Regions from separate parts of the Mus musculus genome. Here all the other regions are linked to region 3. The links are chromatin contacts, called in public HiChIP or PLAC-seq and promoter capture Hi-C maps. All regions are on one chromosome and are shown on one strand. Each heading gives the region's core, a stretch centred on a gene start, on an enhancer-like site or on the middle of the called end of the contact. The rest is flanking DNA. Distances are from core to core; before and after follow the strand shown. Region 1 overlaps Cpne5 (copine V). Region 2 overlaps Cpne5 (copine V). Region 3 overlaps Gm16191 (a long non-coding RNA gene).

Region 1 (2,700 bases), core at 191-2,690, 240 kb after region 3:
GCAGAGTGGAGCGAGCAGAACACGGTTTAGGGGTGTAGATTTCTTTATAGTACCTCTTAGACTCATTTTGGTTTGCTTTCTATTGTTGAGACAGGGGTCTCACCGTGTAGTCTAGGCTGGCCTTGAGGTCACATTCCCCTGCTTCTGCTTTCTGAGTGGTGGGGACCACAGATACACACAACCGTGCCTGACACATTTCTTTGAAGCCTTTGGCATTATCTTTAAATTAACGTGTAGTCAGTCACACTTCCGCTCTCTGAACCTACTCTTTTTTTTTTTTTTTTATGTTAAAGCAACCGTTGGCGTCAGATCTGAGCGAAGTGGACAGTGAGTTAGCACCCTGTCTGCTCTGAGCTCTCCTGGGATTTCCTAGAACCTCCCTCATCCTAGCCTCTCTAGCTACAAGTGACTGTCAGGCTTCACACAGGGCCACAGCACCCCCTAGGGACGCTACAAGGAACTGGCCCGCTCCACTAGGCGGCTACCTTTCCCCATGTCTGAAATCTGGTTTCCTGTGCACCAGGCTGCTGGGAATGCAGAATGAACCGGCCCACCTCTGAGGGTCTCATGGTCATGGAAAGGCCCCAGGCACAACCTCGGGAAGAAGAGTGTGCCTGTAGAGACTTGCAAAGGTGATGACTTCCTTGAGGGGACATTTGAGAAAGCCTCTGGGGACCATATTGATCAGAAGTGGGACCATATTGACTCAGTAGAGTCCTTGGGGAGGCAGCAGCTTCAGTGCTCGGGGCCCAGACAGACATGAGCCGTGCCTCTCTTCACAGAAGGAGCACACTCCCCTCTGTAGGCCCGTGGGGCTCAGGTGTGGTGACAATGGGGTCAGGTTAATACTCAGTGCCAGCTTAAGTGGAGATCTGCCTTAACATTAGAGAGTGGGGGTGTGGGGTGAAGTTCATTTCAAGGCAACACGGAGCCACACCCAGAGCATTCTGGTCACTGTGGAGGTTAGAAGAGACTAGAATCCTATTGCAAAGCCCCACACCCTGCAGAGGATGGTGGGAGCTCAGGAGGTGGGGGGGGGGTGTGCTGTTGGGGATCACTGGAGGGGTTGGAGACTGGAGGCTTGTCTGGGGCTGTCAGAAGGACAGTAGGACTTGAAGAGGCTCAGCGTCTGAGTGATTCTTTAGCAGAGGCTGGGTCCCAGGAACAGCTGCTTTAAAAGTGTGTCCCGCCAGGGTGGCTTCAGGGTTGGAGGTGGGGTGTTGACTGGTGAGGACCTTTTTCACACTCCTGACTCTAGCAAGGGCTTCCTGGGCCCACTTGGCCTCCTGGTGACACCCCTTGGGTCCAAAGCTGCCCCCCCGGGGGTGGGGGCGGGGCGCCAGAAACGGAGGTGGTTTTCCCCTGGCTCAGGCAGCTCGTATCTTGTTGATTGCAAAGAGGCTGTCTGAGGAAACGGAAGGAAACCGGCCGCCCCATCTGTGCAGCTTCCGATTTCCATTTCACCCAAGACTTCACAGCCACTGGAAGCCAAACCCCAAGAGAGATAACTGCTCCACCCACTTCCCAAAGAAAGGTACAGTCTGCCTTGCCTGGGCTAGGGGACTCCTTCCCCAAAACCACTATGAAGGTCGGAAAGATAGTTCAGTGGTTAAGAGCACTGGCTACTCCTCCAGAGGACCACAAGCTTTGTCTGAAGACGTGGGGCCACTCTGGAGTTGGGACCTCAGGTCTTGGCTTGTTAGACATCTTTCCCTTCCTTCCTGGTGCTCTTCCTGTGGTGTGTGTTGGAGGTGTGTGTGTAGGGCCGGGGAATGGTGGTGTGTGTGTGGGGGAGGGGAGTGGCTATTAAATTACTTTTATAAAAATTTATTTATTTATTTTTATGTATGTGAGTACACTGTAGCTATACAGAGCTGTACAGATGGTTGTGAGCCTTCATGTGGTTGTTGGGAATTGAATTTTAGGACCTCTGCTCGCTCCAAGTCAACCCCTCTTGCTCCAGTCAGGCCTGCTGGTTCAGTTCCTGCTTTCTCTGGCCCAAAGATTTATTTATTATTATACATTATTATACACCAGAAGTGGGCGTCAGATCTCATTACGGATGGTTGTGAGCCACCCTGTGGGGGCTGGGATTTGAACTCAGGACCTTCAGAAGAGCAGTCAGTGCTCTTACCCGCTGAGCCATCTCGCCAGCCCGCACCCAGGACTTTCTTAAGGACCTATCAGAAGTGTTCTGCAAGGGGTGGAACTCAAGAACTTGGAAGTCAGATGACTTAGCGCTGTGTGTTTGTGTGGGGGTATGGTGTATGGTTGGGTGTGTGGTGTATGAGGTGTGTGGGGAGATCTGTGAAATGGAAACATGAAACCCACCTTGTGAGACAATCCGGAAATCCCTGGCCCCAACCCCTCTCAGAGCTCCTGGGTCCTTGCTGACCCAGCACCCCCATGAGGAGAGACCCCACCCCTGGAGCATCTTACCTCATAGATGTTGAACTGACTCTGGCCACGTGCCAGCTCCCGGTAGCTGGTGGTGAACTCCCCAATGAAGTCATGGCTGCAAGAGAAGATGCTGCTGAGGCTGGAGGCCCAGGGTACCGATGGATGTCGATGTCGCCCACTACAGCCTCTCCCAGACCTGCCCCGCCCCCATTCTGCCAGGGCCTCCACCCCAAGTCACAGAGTATGGGAAGGGAGCCGTGGACCAAGAAAGCCAGGCTACTTGACAGAATTCGGAGTCCC
Region 2 (2,700 bases), core at 188-2,687, 230 kb after region 3:
TCGGGGCTGGTGGCTAGGCCCTGCCATCTGTACCGCCAGCCAGGCCACCAACATGACCACCATATTCTGTACTTTCTACAGCATGGTAGCCTCTGCACTCGTGCGTCACATGGCCATGGTCTGGCCCCGTGTGGCCCTCCCAGCCAGCCCACGTGCCTGCCTGCTGCTCTGTGGGGCTATGTGGGTACTGGGTCTGGTCACCTCGATGCCCAACTGGCTGTTCCAGCAGGTGACAGTATTAGAGCAGGCAGTGGGTGTCCCCAAGGCCCTGGCCTGCCTCTTGTTTCTCAGCCTACCTCAAACAACCTGCTATTTCATCCTGCTGGGAGCCCTGGCTTTTCTGCCCTGCCTGTTGGGCCTAGCCTGCTCTTTTGGCCATGTGGTCTGACACTTGGGCACATGGCCCTTGGGTCCCCCAGGTGAGAGTGTGCAGGAGCACAGGGCAAACACACAGCTCAGTCTTGTCATGCTGGGGGTCTTCATGCTGATGTGGGGACCCTGCTCAGCACTGGGCTATGTGTCTGCCATGGGCCGCCTACCAGCCACGCCACTGGCTTTTGTGGCCTTCTGCCTGTGCACCCTGCTGGCCTATTCCAATTGTGCTATCAACCCTGTTCTCTGCTTCTGCCTCTGCCGCCCTTACCAGGTGGGACTCAGGGCCATTTTTCAGAGGCCCAGAACAGCAGTCAGTGGAGCGGCGGTGGTGACAGCTCACAATTCATGAAATAACTGTGAAGCTCAGACAACTGTGGGCTCCCAACCTTATAGTTTTGTGACCTTGGGCACCCTCTCACTTCCCCGTGCTTCATCTGAAAAATGGGATGAGGCTCCCACATCTGCACAGGGTGATCCGCCATTGAATATGCAGGGGTTCAGTGAGCATGGGAGTGACAGGTGTTACCATGACGATGGCGCCATCTTACGTTTACTACTTTGGGCATTTGAAAGGAGTAGACAAAGAGGGGAATAGAAAGAAAACTACCCTGGGGTCCTTAGAGTCCTGGAGAACGCTTCATCTGCCTTGCCCGTCCCTGTCTACCTCCTTTAGCTCTGTTCCACACACCCTCAGTTCCAGACAGAAACAAAAATAAAATCCACCTGAAAGCCAGGAGTCTGTGCTTGTGAATCACTGAGCCCCGCCCTGTCTTCTGTGGGTGGTTTCTTTTTCTAAGGTGGGTGGGAAGAGCCTCTTTCAAGGCCAGCTCCTTCTCACAAGGGCCCACCTCTTTCTCTCTCCCCCACCCATCTCGGGGGTGGGGGGGCTTCCCTTATACTCTTTGGATGTGGTCTCAAATTCTATTTTTGGCCCTGGAACAAGGAAGGCTTGTACCTACTGTCATTCTCTAGACAGCTTGTTTAGCTTAGCATTACCAGTTACGCACATACAGCAAGAGCAAGACAGAGAGGGGTGGGGACAGAGAGCGGGGAGGAGAGAGAGGCTCTGACTGTGTGGTCAAAAACCTCAGGGACTATTGTGTTGAATCAAGTCAAGCTATTCTCTGCTCTATAGAACTTGCCAGAGCCTTGGGAGCCCCAGAGGCCACTAAAGCTATTCCAGAGAGACTCTGGGAAAAGCAGCTGCTTCAGACTCCATGTCAGGCAACAGTTCTGCAGTACACACCTTTGGAAAAAAACCAGCGGAGAAGCCAGTGTCACAACAAAGATATTTTTGATGGTGTGTCTGTTCCCCAACATACCTCAGGGGCAGCGGCTCGCTGTCTGGACTCCCCTGCTGGGTACCCATCTCCTCCCTATACTTTCCCATGGCGCCCAAGGAGATGGAAAATAGGCTGCTGGTTATGGGAACTTCCCTTCTCTCAAGCCACGACCCCACCCCGTTCCCACTCACGGCGTCATGGGAGTCGCAGAGCATCTGATTATAGAGACAATCGTGAGTCAGCTCTAATTTACCATGAAGTCATCAGAAGTAAACAAGCCCCGAGCTGGAGGGTAATTGGTACCGAATTCCTCTTGGGTACAGCCTCAGAATGGCTGCCTAGAGGGCTGATGGGACAGCGTGCGCAGTATGTGCTGTGCGCATGCGCGTATGTCCTTGCTCCCATGCTCCACATTGGTGAAGGCCCTGACCTGTAGAAAGGGACCACGGAAGATGCTTACCGTGTCCCTGAAGTCACATAAGTCCTGCGTGGTCCACCCACAGAGCCTGCCAATGTCACCATCTGTGCACACATGTACCCCACCTGACACTATGGTGGCCACACCCCGGGTGGGGGGTCATCCGGTATGGGCCAGAGTGTCTCTTAGTGCCACCACTCCCATCCCTTCAAGCTGGCTGGCATTGCTACTTTGTGGTGGCTGATTTAGCCCAGAGGGAGACACTGGGGACTGAGCCAAGTGCCTCTGACCTCTGCACAGGCCTGGAATGGATTCTCAGTAGATGTTTGTTGAGAGATGAAGAAACCATGATCCACGGTGATAGCGATCCATGTGTTGGGGAGGTTTGGGTCACGTGCTCGTCTCTCTTACTTCCTTAATGGCTACAACCCTCTAGAGCAAACGTCAGATGCCTTGCCATGAACCACAAGGCCCTGTGCATTTTGGCCTCCACCCTGACCCCATCGCCTGCATTCTCTTCCTTGGTTAGCTCCTATCACACCCGCGTGCTTGCCTCCCGTCAAACACACTAGGCTCCTACCTGGCACAAACTTATCCCAAACTACCAGAGTCCTCTTCACCCTG
Region 3 (2,700 bases), core at 82-2,581:
CTGTTGCTAGCCCATAGTTTGCTTTCACTCCAGTTCCAGGGGGTGCAAGGCTTTCCTCTAACCCCTACTGACACCGGCACACGCAAGGCAAGCACTCACACAGACACAAACACGGAAGTAAGTACATCTTAAGAAAAACTAAGCCAGGTGGTGGTGGCACACACCTTTAATCCCAGCAGTTGGGAGGCAGAGGCAAGGTGGATTTCTGAGGCCAGCCTGGTCTACAGAGTGAGTTCCAGGACAGCCAGGGCTACACAGAGAAACCCTGTCTGGAAAAAAAAAAAAGAAAGAAAGAAAGAAAAGAAAACCAAGATAGTTCTGTCCACTCCCCACAATAAAAGAGTGTCAGGAGAGGATGAGAAAAGTGCTCCCCTGGAGATACTGAAGTGCTCCCCTGGAGGTGCCAAGGTGGCACAGGGATTGGGGGGAGCACAGTCAAGCTTCAGAGGGGAGGTGGAGCAGGGTGAGGGGGCAAGGGCTAGAACAAGCTGCTGCTTTTTTTTTAAATAATTTTTAAAAGATTTATGTATTTATTATATGTAAGTACACTGTAGCTGTCTTCAGACACTCTAGACGAGGGCAACAGATCTCATTATGGATGGTTGTGAGCTACCATGTGGTTGCTGGGAATTGAACTCAGGACCTCTGGAAGAGCAGTCAGTGCCCTTAACCACTGAGCCATCTCTCCAGCCCCAGAACAAGTTTCATACGAACTAAGGCGGCACCTGGGCCAGGCCATGTCTACAAGTGGGGAGCAAGCTCAGTTCAGGCCAGGGCACTGGGGAACTCTGTCTGTCCTTCCTGTTGGGGTCCCTTGGTGTATGTGTTGGTTGCCCTCCTCTATGGGGTTGACAGGGAGTTGTTGTACCCCCATCTTTGGACCTTGTTCCTCTGACACGTCTGGGACACACCCATATCCCAATTTGCTTTGATAAACAGGGCGGGGGCCCTTTCTATTTTTAAGTTATCAGTTTGTTCCTTGTGGGTGGTACCGACAGATGGCGTTGTGTTCATTTCTGTCAGAGTGCAGCGTCACTCCGTCTCGGTGTTTACACTCCAAGTTGGAGTCAAATGTTGCTTGTGAAATGGAGTCACCCCGAGCAAGGCAAAACTCTGTGCGTGATCTGTAACCCGAGATGATCCTGAATTTACGGTCTGCCTCTACTGCCCTACTCCGCGCCTACTTTAAATGGCACTGGGAAGGAAGCAGGGCTTCCCATGTGCTCAGTAAGGCCTCTGCCACCAGAGCTACAACCCCAGGTCCCCTCCTCTTTGTTTGAGATTCCTGCTGGCCTGCTGGCTGATGATTTTCCAGCTGGCTGGCTTCCAGCTCTTGGAGTTGTCTGGGCAGAGGCCAGAGCTAGGGAAACCAGAAGCTGTTTGGCCCAGCTGGAGAGCTCAGTCAGGGGTGTCCCCAAGGAGGCCCCACTTCCTGGTATCCTGAGCAGGGCTGGATGAGAGGTCACCTCCCTCTTCTCTGTTATGTGACCCTCCATTACTGCTCTCTCCTCTGCTCGGGTGAACCTTGTTTACCAGTTACCACGGTCCTTGGCTTCTCGTGTGTCACTCTGATCCGAGACTCTGATTGATGGCTTGGTCCCCACAGGCTTTGCTGACGATTCTTTTCTGGTCAGTCATAGTTGTTGTTGTTGCTTTTTAAGATTTACTTATTTATTATATGTAAGTACACTGTAGCTGTCTTTAGACACACCAGAAGAGGGCATCAGATCTCATTACAGATGGCTGTGAGCCACCATGTGATTGCTGGGAATTGAACTCAGGACCTCTGGAAGAGCAGTCAGTGCCCTTAACCGCTGAGCCATCTCTCCAGCCCAGTCATATTTAACTTTACGGACATTCCACAAAGATGTCCCCTGTGTGGAAACTGGGATGTCTCTGGGGACATTGCTCCAGGGAAGGAGGCTTGGGAGCAGCCACACACACCAAGAGCACGTATTCCATAAATATTAGTTATTATTAGGATTGCTCAGACACACTGGTTTTCAATAGTCACTTCAAACCTTTGTCAGTTTAGAGGGATGGACTCAGCTCCATGCTTTACTCTTATATTTCTGATCCAAAGGTGACTCACAAGTACAAGAATTCTTGAGCTGGGCACTGTAGGGAAGGCTCAGCTTAAGAGCACACACACACTGCTTTTGCGGGAGACCTGAGTCTGCTTCCCAGCACCCATGCTGGGCAGCTGTGACTCCAGCTGCTGGGGTGGGGATGCTCTTTTCTGGCCTCTGCACGCTCCCGCACACACATGTACAAAGGCACACAAAGGGAGCTGGAGATGCAGGAGAGGATAAGGTGGGTGAAAGGTACAAATGTCAGAAGTGTGCGGAGCTGATAGTATCACACCAGCGGTGCACAGGAAGTCTAGCCTCTGTCTGGTGCTGGTCATTCGCTTATTTAGACGCGGATGGGACAGTGAATCAGTCAGTGTGAGTGACCTAGTTCTAAAACAGTTACATGTTTACGAAGGGTCACAATGTTGTGGTCTGAGTCTTCTCAGATGTTTCAATAAACATGAGTCATGGAATCAGAGGCCATAGGTTCAGTTTCTACCAGAGCTCCGCCTACAGACGAGAGCTCCGCCTACAGACGAGAGCTCCGCCTACAGACGAGAGCTCCGCCTACAGACGACTCTCCTGATTCTGAGGGCTCCAAAGCACCTCACAGATGCTTGCTTGCTTG

Evidence for each region. HiChIP or PLAC-seq counts read pairs in DNA pulled down with a chosen protein or histone mark. Capture Hi-C pulls out chosen DNA fragments and counts their contacts.
Region 1: an HNF4G HiChIP or PLAC-seq map of pancreatic cancer cells shows a contact between it and region 3. The contact joins two enhancer-like sites. A contact is called at or near these places in 3 of 39 promoter capture datasets (hippocampal neurons and liver), 5 of 484 Hi-C or Micro-C datasets (the G1E-ER4 cell line, the N1E-115 cell line, brown adipocytes and 2 more), 2 of 115 datasets of contacts at active chromatin or transcription factors (embryonic stem cells and pancreatic cancer cells) and 4 of 9 other capture datasets (adipose tissue, embryonic stem cells, liver and 1 more).
Region 2: a promoter capture Hi-C map of adipose tissue shows a contact between it and region 3. The contact joins two enhancer-like sites. A contact is called at or near these places in 3 of 39 promoter capture datasets (hippocampal neurons and liver), 2 of 484 Hi-C or Micro-C datasets (the N1E-115 cell line and embryonic stem cells), 2 of 115 datasets of contacts at active chromatin or transcription factors (embryonic stem cells and pancreatic cancer cells) and 1 of 9 other capture datasets (adipose tissue).

What each region holds. Positions count from the first base shown.
Region 1 is chr17:29,170,886-29,173,585 of GRCm38.p6, forward strand. It overlaps Cpne5 (copine V), which reads right to left. Exons shown (of 21, transcript NM_153166.2): 12 at 2,440-2,515. Among named protein-coding and RNA genes, the nearest start is that of Rab44, 58 kb to the left of the region's middle. Within about 2 kb of position 1,441, at least 100 of the 459 cell types and tissues checked have an H3K27ac peak or open chromatin away from gene starts, as enhancers often do. A contact at or near this core is called in the G1E-ER4 cell line, embryonic stem cells, liver and 1 more, where this site is marked.
Region 2 is chr17:29,154,659-29,157,358 of GRCm38.p6, forward strand. Cpne5 (copine V) reads right to left here. Exons shown (of 21, transcript NM_153166.2): 21 at 1,863-2,700. It also overlaps the pseudogene Gm18271. Among named protein-coding and RNA genes, the nearest start is that of Rab44, 42 kb to the left of the region's middle. Within about 2 kb of position 1,438, at least 93 of the 459 cell types and tissues checked have an H3K27ac peak or open chromatin away from gene starts, as enhancers often do. A contact at or near this core is called in adipose tissue, embryonic stem cells and pancreatic cancer cells, where this site is marked.
Region 3 is chr17:28,929,545-28,932,244 of GRCm38.p6, forward strand. All of the region lies in intron 1 of Gm16191 (a long non-coding RNA gene), which reads left to right. Among named protein-coding and RNA genes, the nearest start is that of Gm16191, 5.6 kb to the left of the region's middle. Within about 2 kb of position 1,332, at least 214 of the 459 cell types and tissues checked have an H3K27ac peak or open chromatin away from gene starts, as enhancers often do. A contact at or near this core is called in the G1E-ER4 cell line, adipose tissue, embryonic stem cells and 2 more, where this site is marked.